Linked DNA regions of Mus musculus: region 1 is linked to region 2. A link is a contact called in public HiChIP or PLAC-seq data. All regions are on one chromosome and are shown on one strand. The core of a region is the stretch at or near the end of the contact, and the rest is flanking DNA. Distances in the headings are between cores, read along the strand shown. Region 1 holds the start of Ly96 (lymphocyte antigen 96). Region 2 overlaps Stau2 (staufen double-stranded RNA binding protein 2).

Region 1 (5,535 bases), core at 673-3,172, 460 kb before region 2:
CTACTATAGCGTCCTTATATACATAAAATAAATAATTCTTTTTTAAAAGGAGTAAAGCAGAATAATATTTATTATATTTTACTAATTAAGCATATGAAGAGTCACCATGTAGTAGGGGGCTCCATGGTTAAGAGCACTGGCAGAGGACCCAGATTCAACTCTTACCAGCCACATCAGGCAGCTCAAAAGAGACTATAATTGCAGTCCCAGAAAATCTGATGCCTTCTTCTGGCTTCTGAGGGCATCAGCATATACACATATATACATCCAGGAAAACACACACACACACACACACACACACACACACACACACACACACACATATATATAATAAGTAAGTAAATAAATAAATTGACAAAGCAGGGGGCCCAAAAGAAGAGGAAAACAGAGGTTAGCAGACTGAGGACCTTCCTAATGCCCCAGAGATGATTAGTTATTAGTCCCAGTCAGAGTGTTTGGGGACAAGCCAGTCCCCCAAAATAACCAATTTGCAATGCAGGAGTTCTCAAAGTACATTTATAAATTCCCTGCTCCACTTTCAGACAACTAGGCTATGATCTTGCTTTTCCTAGAACTGTCATTTTGGAAGGCACCACCTTCCAGCCACGAAGACATTCCTAGAAGGGGCAGAAAATGGACAACTAACGGAGCGAGCAGCAGAAAGAGGAAACAGATTGAAACAGCTCTCAAGCCCTGTACTAGGTTTTCTGGTCCCAGGCATTTGTTAATGACAAGTTGTAATGTGGCCATAGCGTTAACTATGATCCAATGGCACCAGAGTTTAGCTCAGCTGAAAAATATCTGCAACTCTAGCACTGGAGAGGTCGAGGCAACGGGGAGCATGAGTTTGAGGCTAGCATAAGCTATATAGTCAGTTCTAGGCAGCCTGTACTACAGAATAAGGCACTGTCTCAAAAAAATAAGCAAATAACTCAAAAGGCAGAGGCATATGTATCAATCTCTATGAGTTCCCGGCCAGCCAATGTTATATAGTGATACTTTGAAAAAAATAATAAAATAAGCTGGGCGTGGCAACGTATGCCTTTAATTCCAGGAGGTAGAGGCAGGCAGATCTCTATGATTTCCAACCCAGCCTGTCCTATATAGTGAATTCCAGGTAGTTACAGCTATATAGAAAGACCCTGTCTCAAAACAGATTTCAATAGAGTAATAATTACTGCATAAATCTAAAAATCACTATTCGAAATCAAATAAAATCATTATTTGTCAAGTGACTCATACAGTGAATTCTAAAATAACTTTCATTTTGCAAATTAAAAAAAAAGTGAGGCTGAGAATGTCTAAGTATTTTGCTCAAGGTCACACAGTTGGGGAGGAAGAAGGATGCTTCCAAGAGCACTCTAGGACCACAGGCTGGAGCTACAACCCCACCAGGAAGCACTGTGGGTTAGCCTCCTCAAGAGGAACCAGTTTGTGTCGGGGCTGGTACTCAGAAGCAAACTAGAACTAAGAAGAACCTGAAACCGAGCTCCGAGTGGAGAGAGCTTAACCACAAGACAGCAACAGAGGTAAAAAGCAATTCAGAGGTCCTGGGGAAACGCGGGGGGGGGGGGGGGGGTTGGGAGAGGGAAAGGATGATCCGCACCCGGAAGTGGTCGGCATTGCTCCACCCCCACCCCACACCGCAGCGGGCTCACTGCTGGAGCAGCGTTCCTGCCAGCCCTCCAGCTTCAGGTTCAGTGGAAACTTTCTCTCGAAATAGTTGGCGCCGCAGCTCTTTGTTGCCGGGCCACTTACCACAATAACTGTAGGAAATAATTGCATCGGAGGAGTTGCAGAACCACTGTTGCTTCTCAGATTCAGTCAATATGGGAGAAAGCAGCGTCGAAAAGAGAATAAATGGCAACATGATTTAATATCTCCGATACTTTAAACTCGCCAGGAAGACCATCGGACTCGACAGTAAGGAGGACAGATTTAACTTAGTCAGCAGTCATGTGATTTGGAAGCTCCCATCCAACTGCTTCCTCTTTTTATTTGCATGTGTGACTGTGCATTTGTTTTCATATCTGAGCACTTCCTGTAAGGCAAGAGAAGAAAAAAATGACTTAGAATATACTGTTTCTTAATACTCAGTGTAAACTAAAGTATCCAGCACTTTAAAACAGCACATTTTCAGGGAGACAATTAGCTGCCTTACAGGAAACCCTTACTTAAAAGGAAGTCCACTAGCCGTAGTACACACACCCAGTACTTGACAGGCGGATCTCTGTGAGTTCCAGGTTAGCCTTCTCCAGATAGTGAGTTCCAGGACAGCCAGAGCTATAAGGTGAGATCCTGTCTCAAGAAAGAAAGTCCACCGGTATACTACTTTTCTGTGTGCTGGCCACTCCCTCCCACACACTCCTCCTCATACAACGGTTTCTCCTGACCTAGAAAGCTGCATCTAGCTATCTAAGCTGATTTCTCTCCCCTACCCCCTCTCAATTTCTACTCAAGTACAAACAGGTTCAGCCACAAAACAGACAGGCAAGATGACCCCTACACGGGGTCAGTAGCAATTCCCAGCTGGGACCTCACCAGTTTTGAGAATGCACTCAAAAGGAAGGTTGAACTTGAGGCAATAGTGTTGAGTTGGGGGTGGGGTTGGTGCTGGACTCTAGAGCTCTTCCACAGAGTAGCATCTTGAGGTAAAAGTGTGAGTTCCAGTAATTAAAAAAAAAAAAAAAAAAAGAAAGAAAAAGCTGTTTTGTTCTGGCGTGTATTTCATTCAAAGACTACTTTAGAAAAGTGTGCTTCCTTCAGCTGCACGGCTTTTACAGACTCTTACTTTAGGGTTAGCAGCCAAGAAGGCTTACAGCTGTGGCCTACAATCCGGTTCTAGTGGTGACACTCAACTGCTCACTAAGAACTGTTAAGGTAGCAAGGCAATTGTATTTAAAGCAAAACAATAGAAAGATCAGAGCATACTGTGAGAGCAATGGGTCACCTGAGGATACTCCCGGCCACTGGGTGACTGTGAGGGGCCTCTTTTCATCAAGCCTAAAGGAAGGAGGCACTTGAATCAAGGGGCATAGTTTTGATGGTTCTTTATTTTGATCAATAGATTATGTCATTTAATATTTTTCCTACTATATATGCCCATTTCCATAATGGACCCAAATAATAATTATATAATGTATAATTATATACACACCCAAATATGCATTAGCATAATATGGTAAATAGATTCTTCCTTATAGGATGGTTTACCATATTGAGCACATACCCAAATCCAGATCAGGCCAGTTGGGATTGTCCACTCTTCGTACTGTAAATGTTGGAACACATGAGAATAGAAAGTGTCTAAGTCTGATGGTTGTCAGGGGAGACATACCTATCCCATTGTTCAGAGAAGAGATATGATAGCCCCACCCAGGTGGATGTTCCAGATTGCTAGGTGCATTATTTGGGTAGGGGTATTATGCACAGTATAGACAGGTAAAAGGACTAGGCTGCCAGCTGTTATTAGAAAAGCCGGGGGTGGGAGAGTATATATAACCTGATCCAAACAGAGCCCCAAGTTACTAAAATTCCCTGGGCTTACCTGCCTAACTAAAGACAGAAGAAAAAAAATGTTGTGTCAGTAAAAGGATTTAAACACAACTGCATTTTTCTATTTTAACTGGTTCTTTTAATACTTGAGGATGAGGGGCGCATGTGTGGAAGTCAGAGAACAACTTGTAAGAGCTGGTTCCTTTCTACCACATGAGCTGCAGGTATTGTATTCAAGTCATCAGGCTTGGCAACAAGCATTGTTTACTCAGTCAGCCATCTCACAAGGCCAGGCCCTTTTCTGTTCTAGTTTGTTTTCTGAGGCAAGGTCTCACTGAATAGCTCTGGCTGGCCCAGAACTCACCATATAGATGAGGTTGGCTTTGAACTCACAGAGATCCACCCAATTCTGCCTCTTGAGTGCTTGAGTTTGACACAACATACCACTTTCCGTATGCTTTGAAGAAGATGAAGACCTTGGACTGACATGACATGAACTAGAAGGTAGGCAGAAGCCCCAGCTGCCTAGCCGGGAGGATCTGAATTCCATCTCTTGAAACTGTAAAATGGCCAGGCGTGGTGGCGCACGCCTTTAATCCCAGCACTCGGGAGGCAGAGGCAGGTGGATTTCTGAGTTCCAGGACAGCCAGGGCTATACAGAGAGAAACCCTGTCTCAAAAAGACCAAAAAAAAAAAAACTGTAAAATGAGAGAAGCAGCCGGGTGTAGCACATGACTTTAATCTCAGTACTTCGGAGGCAGGATGAATGGATAATAAAAACACAAATACATTATCGAAAGGAAAAGGTAGCCAGGCGTGGTGGCACATGCCTTTAATCCCAGCACTCGGGAGGCAGAGGCAGAGGCAGGTGGATTTCTGAGTTCGAGGACAGCCTGGTCTACAAAGTGAGTTCCAGGACAGCCAGGGCTATAGAGAAACCCTGTCTCGAAAAACCAAAAAAAAGAAGAAGAAGAAGAAGAAGAAGAAGAAGAAGAAGAAGAAGAAGAAGAAGAAGAAGAAGAAGAAGAAGAAGAAGAAGAAGAAGAAGAAGAAAGGAAAAGGTATCAGCTCAGACCAAGTTCTCAACACAAAAGAGATTTATTGGCCCCAGATAAACAGAGGGCAGGAAATAAGAGACAAAGACCACAGACGATGGAGGATGAGGGAGAAGGGGAAGGGAACGAGGGAGTGAAAGGAGGGTATTTGTCTCAGAGGACAAATGACTGCCTCTGGATAGAGGAGTCAGATGTGGCACATTAAAAAAAAAAAATGGCAGTTCATAAAGGTTTAAGGGGAAAACTGTGTTAGGATGAGATGTTTAATGTTAATTGGGCATGTTATAAATTATGTGAGCCAAAGGGGGCTTTTGATTGCTAAACTTCAATGCTTTGATAGCTGGACCTTGGTAGTCAGCCTCAAGAGGAGGAAGTGGCCAAATAAGGGAATAGACCTTGGTGGCTAGCTTAAGGAATGTAATCTGTTGTTGTTGTTGATGATGTGATGATGGTGTGATGTGATGATAATGTGATGATGATGTAATGATGATGTGATGTGATGATGATGATGTTTTAGCAAGGCAGAGGGAGCCATGCTTGCCATGCTCACCAGAGTCCTAACAAGTTAGGAGAGGTCTTGGAGGAGAAACTATAACCACCATTTTAATAAAGCAGCAAAATCCCTGACTACATTTTAAGTATTTGCCATTATATCCGTAGATAAGTGCCGTATTCTCCCTCCCTCCATTAAGGAAATTTCTCTTTGTAACACATGGAGACCACTATAGAAAACCACAACCAATTAAAATGCAGACTTGTGGGGGCTCAGTCCATGGACACATGAACAAAACACTCCCTGACCTAAGGATCAAGAAAAACTTCAGAAAAGAAGGTGGAAAGACTAAGAGCCAGAGACTCAGAGTGTTTGCTGTGAGACTTTGTATCCTAGTAATGGAGAAAGCTACACTCATAAAGTCTTACCAGCATGACTGCCTAAACATGAAGTGAACAATGACAGTAATAGACGAGGCCTCAACCCTAGACA
Region 2 (5,577 bases), core at 2,731-5,230:
AACTTCCCAATGTAATATTGTACTGGTGAATACATGTCATTATGCATTTGTCAAAATTCAGAAAGCAGTCACAGTGGTGCGTGCTCACCTGTAATGGCAGCATTGTTATGTGTAGGCAAGAAAACCAGAAGTTCAAGGTTGTTTTTGGCTACATACGGAGCTTGAGACTAGCCTAGTCTACATGACCCTCTATCTCAAAAAAATAGAATAAAACAAAGAGGAATCCTAGTACGGATTCTCCGATTTGAACTGAATCATTGATTTTGCTGAGCAGTTACAGCAGACATCCCACAGCAATGTATGACACCCTAGGTGACAGGAAGGACAGAGGAACTGTACAGGGAACTGTGCAGGTTACCTGCTCAGCTCCTTTAATCCTAAAACTGTACTTCACTCCCAAAAAAACCCAGTCCATAATTTAAAATTAACCCATCCCAGATAATTTCTACATAAAGAAATTTCAAAGAACTCATGTGCCTAGTCAGCTATTTGGGAAACCACATGAGCAAGCTCCTTTTTCAAAGGCAGCTGAGAAAACCCAGATGCCTCAAGTGTGAAGCAGCAGGCCTCGCCAAGGTTCAGATATCCAGGACTGCTGACACCTGTCAGAGACTCAACAAAACCCTTGTCATGAGGGAGGGAAAGAGGAACCAAATTCTTACTCAAAGAATTAACAATTTGGAACATGCACAAGAGTGTCAACAAGTTATGTAGATCTTATCAGCGTTGCATTTTTGGTGCCTCCCAGCTATCCAGCCAGGCTCCACCAGCCTGTCAACACCTACAGCATCCCACGCTTGTGCCGCTTGTGCCGGCCTCTCCACACCTTCGGAAACTGCTAGGCCAGGACTGCTTTCCCAGAGCCCACAGGAGCTGGGAGTCTGACTTTCCCTCTCCACTCAGGGTACCCTGTAGTCTGTGCGTAATTCCTGCTCCCCATTCAGTGCTTCGGTTGGAGCCACATTTTGAAAAGAGAACTGAAATTGGAAATCCAATGTCCTTGCATTTCAGGGAAGAGAATGTCAGAGTTTCAACCATGTGAGGAGCAACTAGGCAAAGTTATCAGCGAAGGAGCACTTTAAGTTTCGTGTTTGCAGATGGAACTTCATGATCATGCAAAGTTATGAGTAAGGAGAAGGGAGGGCACACTGTTGAGTCTTTTCCCCATCCCCGACAGAGGATCTGGGTACAGGAGCCAGAGCTCAGAGTAATGGAACACACACACTATCATGCATACGCAGGCAGCACACATATGCCTTAAGAGCATAGAAAATGATAGTCTGTGTAGCCTGGATTTCTTTTACAGTCACTTGTTCATTTTGTAAAAAATCAGTGAATGCTTCCCCATTTGTTTTCCCTTTTAGGCAGCCTTAAGTGCCTTGAAACAGTTTTCTGAACAAGGACTGGAATCAATTGATGGGGCAGTGAATGTTGAAAAGGGTTCTCTTGAAAAGTGAGTACTTTTGTATCTATACAAAACATGAGACATGATAAGTGTATAGTTTAAAAAACAAAAACAAAAAACCCAGAGAGTAACATCTAAATTTTCCAAAATTCTTCATACCTCAGTTACATACAGATGAATGAAAAGCATATATACAGTCATAATCAACTTTTCTAGAATGGATGTTCTAAGCTGTGAGTTGGCCATTGAGGGACAGTCTTGTGGACTGTAGACAGCTCAGAGCTGACAGGGGACTGTCCTCACTGCACACTGCCAAGCATTCTCTCACCAACTCAGTTTTTGAGAAAAAAAAATTGCACTCACATTTTACAGTGCAACTGGGAGTGCGGAGTGGGCTTGGAAGCAGTCTCCTTCTTCTTCTTCTTCTTCTTCTTCTTCTTCTTCTTCTTCTTCTTCTTCTTCTTCTTCTTCTTCTTCTTCTTCTTCTTCTTTTCTACATTGTTTTTTTTTTTTGTGTGTGTGGGGGGGGGGGGGGACATTAGCACATTCTGCCTCAGAAACAGGAGTGCTAGGGACTCTGCAACAATGCAAATGTAATCATTACTCCTGAACGCTCACTCCCAGGGTTTTGGGAGAGTTGACCATAAGTTGCTAAGAAAGGGACTGAGTTTCAGGCTTCCTTAGAGACCTAATGCATACTAGCAAAGTAGAAAGCCAGTTATATTTACAGTATAGAGTCTAATGTTTTCAAAGCAATAATAATGGCTGGTGTAATCTCAGAGCACACATAGAAGATACCATCAGAATTAAAATTAAAACATAGAGCCTGAGAAGGAAAAAGCAGATGTGTTGATTCTGCAGTTAAATGAACATACCAAAAAAAAAGGGCAAAACAAAACACATTTGGTCATTTATATTAAAAGGTAAGAAGAGCATGAGAAGCGTTTGGTAAACAGGCATGGCATTTTAGGTTGTCTATAGATTGGCAACCATTTATAAGCTAATTTAATCAAAACCATTTCCACATGATCTCATCAGCAGACTATCTGAGCATAAATATTGTTGTTTCACTTTAAAATGTCACTTTTGTGGTGACCTTTGAATCCTGTGTGCCGTCTGCTAATAAACATGTCTGAAGATGCACAGCCCAGACCTCAGCTCTTGTTAATGTATTAATCTTTCAGACAAGCCAAGCATCTGCGGGAGAAAGCAGACAATAACCAGGCGAAGCCGGCCTCCATCTCTCAGGACTGCAAGAAATCAAAGTCGGCCATCTAGCAGCTCCCAGAACCCACGGCTGCCACTGCGTCCGTATAAACCTGTCAGCACGCACGAGGGTGTCTGTGTTCTAGGAAACGAATGACTAATAGCATTATGAGTCTTATGTGAAGACAACACTATTCTAACACAGGAGATAATGTACTTGGTACTGTTTATTCAACTGGGGGAAAATAAAACTTTGAGCATTTCCCTTGGAACTTGAGATCAGATCATAACTCACTTGCCCAGAGGCAGCAGAAATCTGATCCTACTACTGGAGCTTAAAAATAACAATTAATGAAAAGTGTTAGAAACAAGGCTACAGTTTTAAAATGGCTTGGTTCTGTCCTTGCAATTGCTTTGTCGTGGCAAGTGTGTTGTTCTACTCTCTCTTGTTTGAAACAATGCTTGACAATTCAGAAATTAACCACTGATGTGCTGTGGAATGTGATGCTTGTCCTCATATAGTCTCAGTTTCTCTTTTTATGCAGATATTTGTGACCTTCATCTTGCACATACAACCAAATTATTTTAAGGTGCATAGCACAAAGATGTATGCAAACAACTGTTTTAAATCAGGTCTGATAACTGATTTAAATATAAATAATACTAGGAACAAGTAGTTTCCATATATTTCGGAACTTTTAAAAAGACAAAATGAAACAAAACCGAGCAGTTATGGGTTTTGTTCTATAGGATGCCATCAGCCATCGAGGGGGCGTCTTGCCTCTGCCCATCGCTCCAGGAGTCTACGCTGTCGTGGAAATTGTGCCCACCCCCATCTGTGTGTTGTAGCCACTCACTGTTCACATCGAGTGTCTCTAGTAACTGCCTCTGGACTCGGAACAGTGAGTAGGATCAAAATAAATACTGTACATGGTGGGGAATGGAATGCCTGTTGGAGAAGCTTCTAGCCAATCACGCTCTGGACCAGCATGTTGGAATCCAGTGTGGGGCAAATGCAGTAAAGATTTGTTCCGTTTCTGTATGAGTTGTTCCTTCAGTCCCTTCCTCCCGCCTTTTAAAATGTCAGCGTTGTGAAATCTGTGGGGAAGGTCACCACCCAGCCTCACTGTCCTACCCAGTCATGGAATTAAAAGTGACTGTATCTATGAAACTGCAGGTGGCCTCCTGGGCGACTGGGGCCTAAGGAGGGCCTGGTCTGGCCAGCTTGTCACCTCATTGTTCAGGCTTTCTCCTTATTGATTTGCAAACATTGCGAAATGAGAAAATACTGTAAGGTCTAACTACTCGGCCCAACCTGACAATAGGAATAGAATTATGTAAGATTTCACAAGCAAAACCACTACACATCTCGATCTGGCTGACTCACACGCGCGACTGGAGAATAAACAAACAGCGCCATAAGGAAATAACTCCGGGGTTAATGACTCCCATGTGGGGAAGTCCGGCGGTATTGGGAGGGCTTGGTGCCCTTGGAGGAAGTAAGCTTGGTTACATAAGGCTGGGTCCCAGTGAAAAGAACAACACATTTGTAGAGTTGGGGTTCTCAGGGGTGTTTGGGCACAGTCCTGCTGTGTAATCAAGGACACAGGGGCTCCTAACTCATTCCCTTGGCAGGATGTGGGCCCTTGATCAGCAAGGACTTGGCCGCCTGAGGCTTCAGCACCTGGGTGAGGTGAAAGCCCACTTCCTTCAGGGCCTCTGAAGTCATGCACAGTAAACACCGCAATCTTCTACAACAACAGTGAGCTGGGCAGGTCTGTGGGAAGGTGGCAAGCTCAAGGGACACAAAAGTCCTCAGTTCTCACCACTCAGGTATCCGAAGCATTTAACCAGGGCTGTCTGGCCAGCTGAATCATTTCAAAACCCCCAGAGCAGCAGAGATGTCTGGAGACTGGACATTTGCATAAATATTGGTCCCTCATCCAATATCCTGCACCTCTACTTCTAGACCTGCCCAGAAAGGCACTGGTGTAGTTCCTGGAGCAGGGATGCTTCTGTGCAGCTTCTGCTTGCTCTGTCTTTTTTTTTTTTTTTTTCCTCTTTTTTTTCCTGTTGAATTACCAATGCAAATGATGGGTGGCCTACATCCCTGGCAAGGCCCTCTGCAGCGGCTCCGCACAGCCCAACGTTATATATCATTAGAGGGGAAACCATTAAGCAGATTTATTGAAAGGATGTTTCTTCAGCACAAGGAGATCTTTTTGATGAAAAATGGAACTCATTATTCTTTAAAGGACACAGATTGACTTATCTTCTCTATCAATTACAGTGTCTGCTTTCAGCTTGTCTCAATCATCACAGACCTTTGTAGTCACTTCCTAGGGCTGAGGCCAATGTGCTTCATGAAAAAGGTTTGTTTTCACATTTTAATTGGAAATATAATAGTGCATTCTGGAACTCTGACTATCTTTTCCACTACTACTTGCCAAAGATCAGTGGTGAGACACCACCCATCAGGCCATGACAGAAGTTCCTCCCCTTTTCTGGGGTGACCCTTCTAAGAAACTGTCTGGCATCCTTCTCCCCAGAACATATTCTCAGTTATGATCCTTTCTACACCCCCCTCCCCGAAGTTTCAACCAATGTTGTACACCATAGAGTGAAAGTGAGATATCTGAACATTTTAACTTTGGGCCTAGTGAAGATCTAAGTTCTGATCACCAGCACCCATGGAAAAGTTGGGTGGAGTGGCATGCTTCTGACAAACACACACTCACACATACACACACACACACACACACACACACACACACACACACACACAGGAGGCAGAGACAGGCAGAAGAAAACTCTCAGCAGGACAGTCTAGCTAAATTACTGAGTTCCCAGGTTCTGTGAGAGACTTTGTCTCAAACAAATAAAGCAGGAAGCAATTGGAGATGGCACAGCAACCTCTGGCCTCCATGTGCAAATACCCACATGGACACATCACACACAGAGGGGTG

The links. HiChIP or PLAC-seq counts read pairs in DNA pulled down with a chosen protein or histone mark.
Region 1: a contact with region 2 is called in a FOXA1 HiChIP or PLAC-seq map of pancreatic cancer cells. The contact joins the promoter of Ly96 here to the enhancer-like site in region 2. A contact is called at or near these places in 1 of 39 promoter capture datasets (hippocampal neurons), 2 of 115 datasets of contacts at active chromatin or transcription factors (bone marrow-derived dendritic cells and pancreatic cancer cells) and 1 of 9 other capture datasets (liver).

The regions. Positions count from the first base shown.
Region 1 is chr1:16,684,843-16,690,377 of GRCm38.p6, reverse strand. It overlaps Ly96 (lymphocyte antigen 96), which reads right to left and starts at 1,922. Exons shown (of 5, transcript NM_016923.2): 1 at 1,759-1,922. The coding sequence starts at 1,870.
Region 2 is chr1:16,226,879-16,232,455 of GRCm38.p6, reverse strand. Stau2 (staufen double-stranded RNA binding protein 2) reads left to right here. Exons shown (of 14, transcript NM_025303.3): 13 at 1,365-1,453; 14 at 2,590-3,646. The coding sequence ends at 2,683. Among named protein-coding and RNA genes, the nearest start is that of Gm7568, 24 kb to the left of the region's middle. Within about 2 kb of position 3,980, at least 179 of the 459 cell types and tissues checked have an H3K27ac peak or open chromatin away from gene starts, as enhancers often do. A contact at or near this core is called in hippocampal neurons, liver and pancreatic cancer cells, where this site is marked.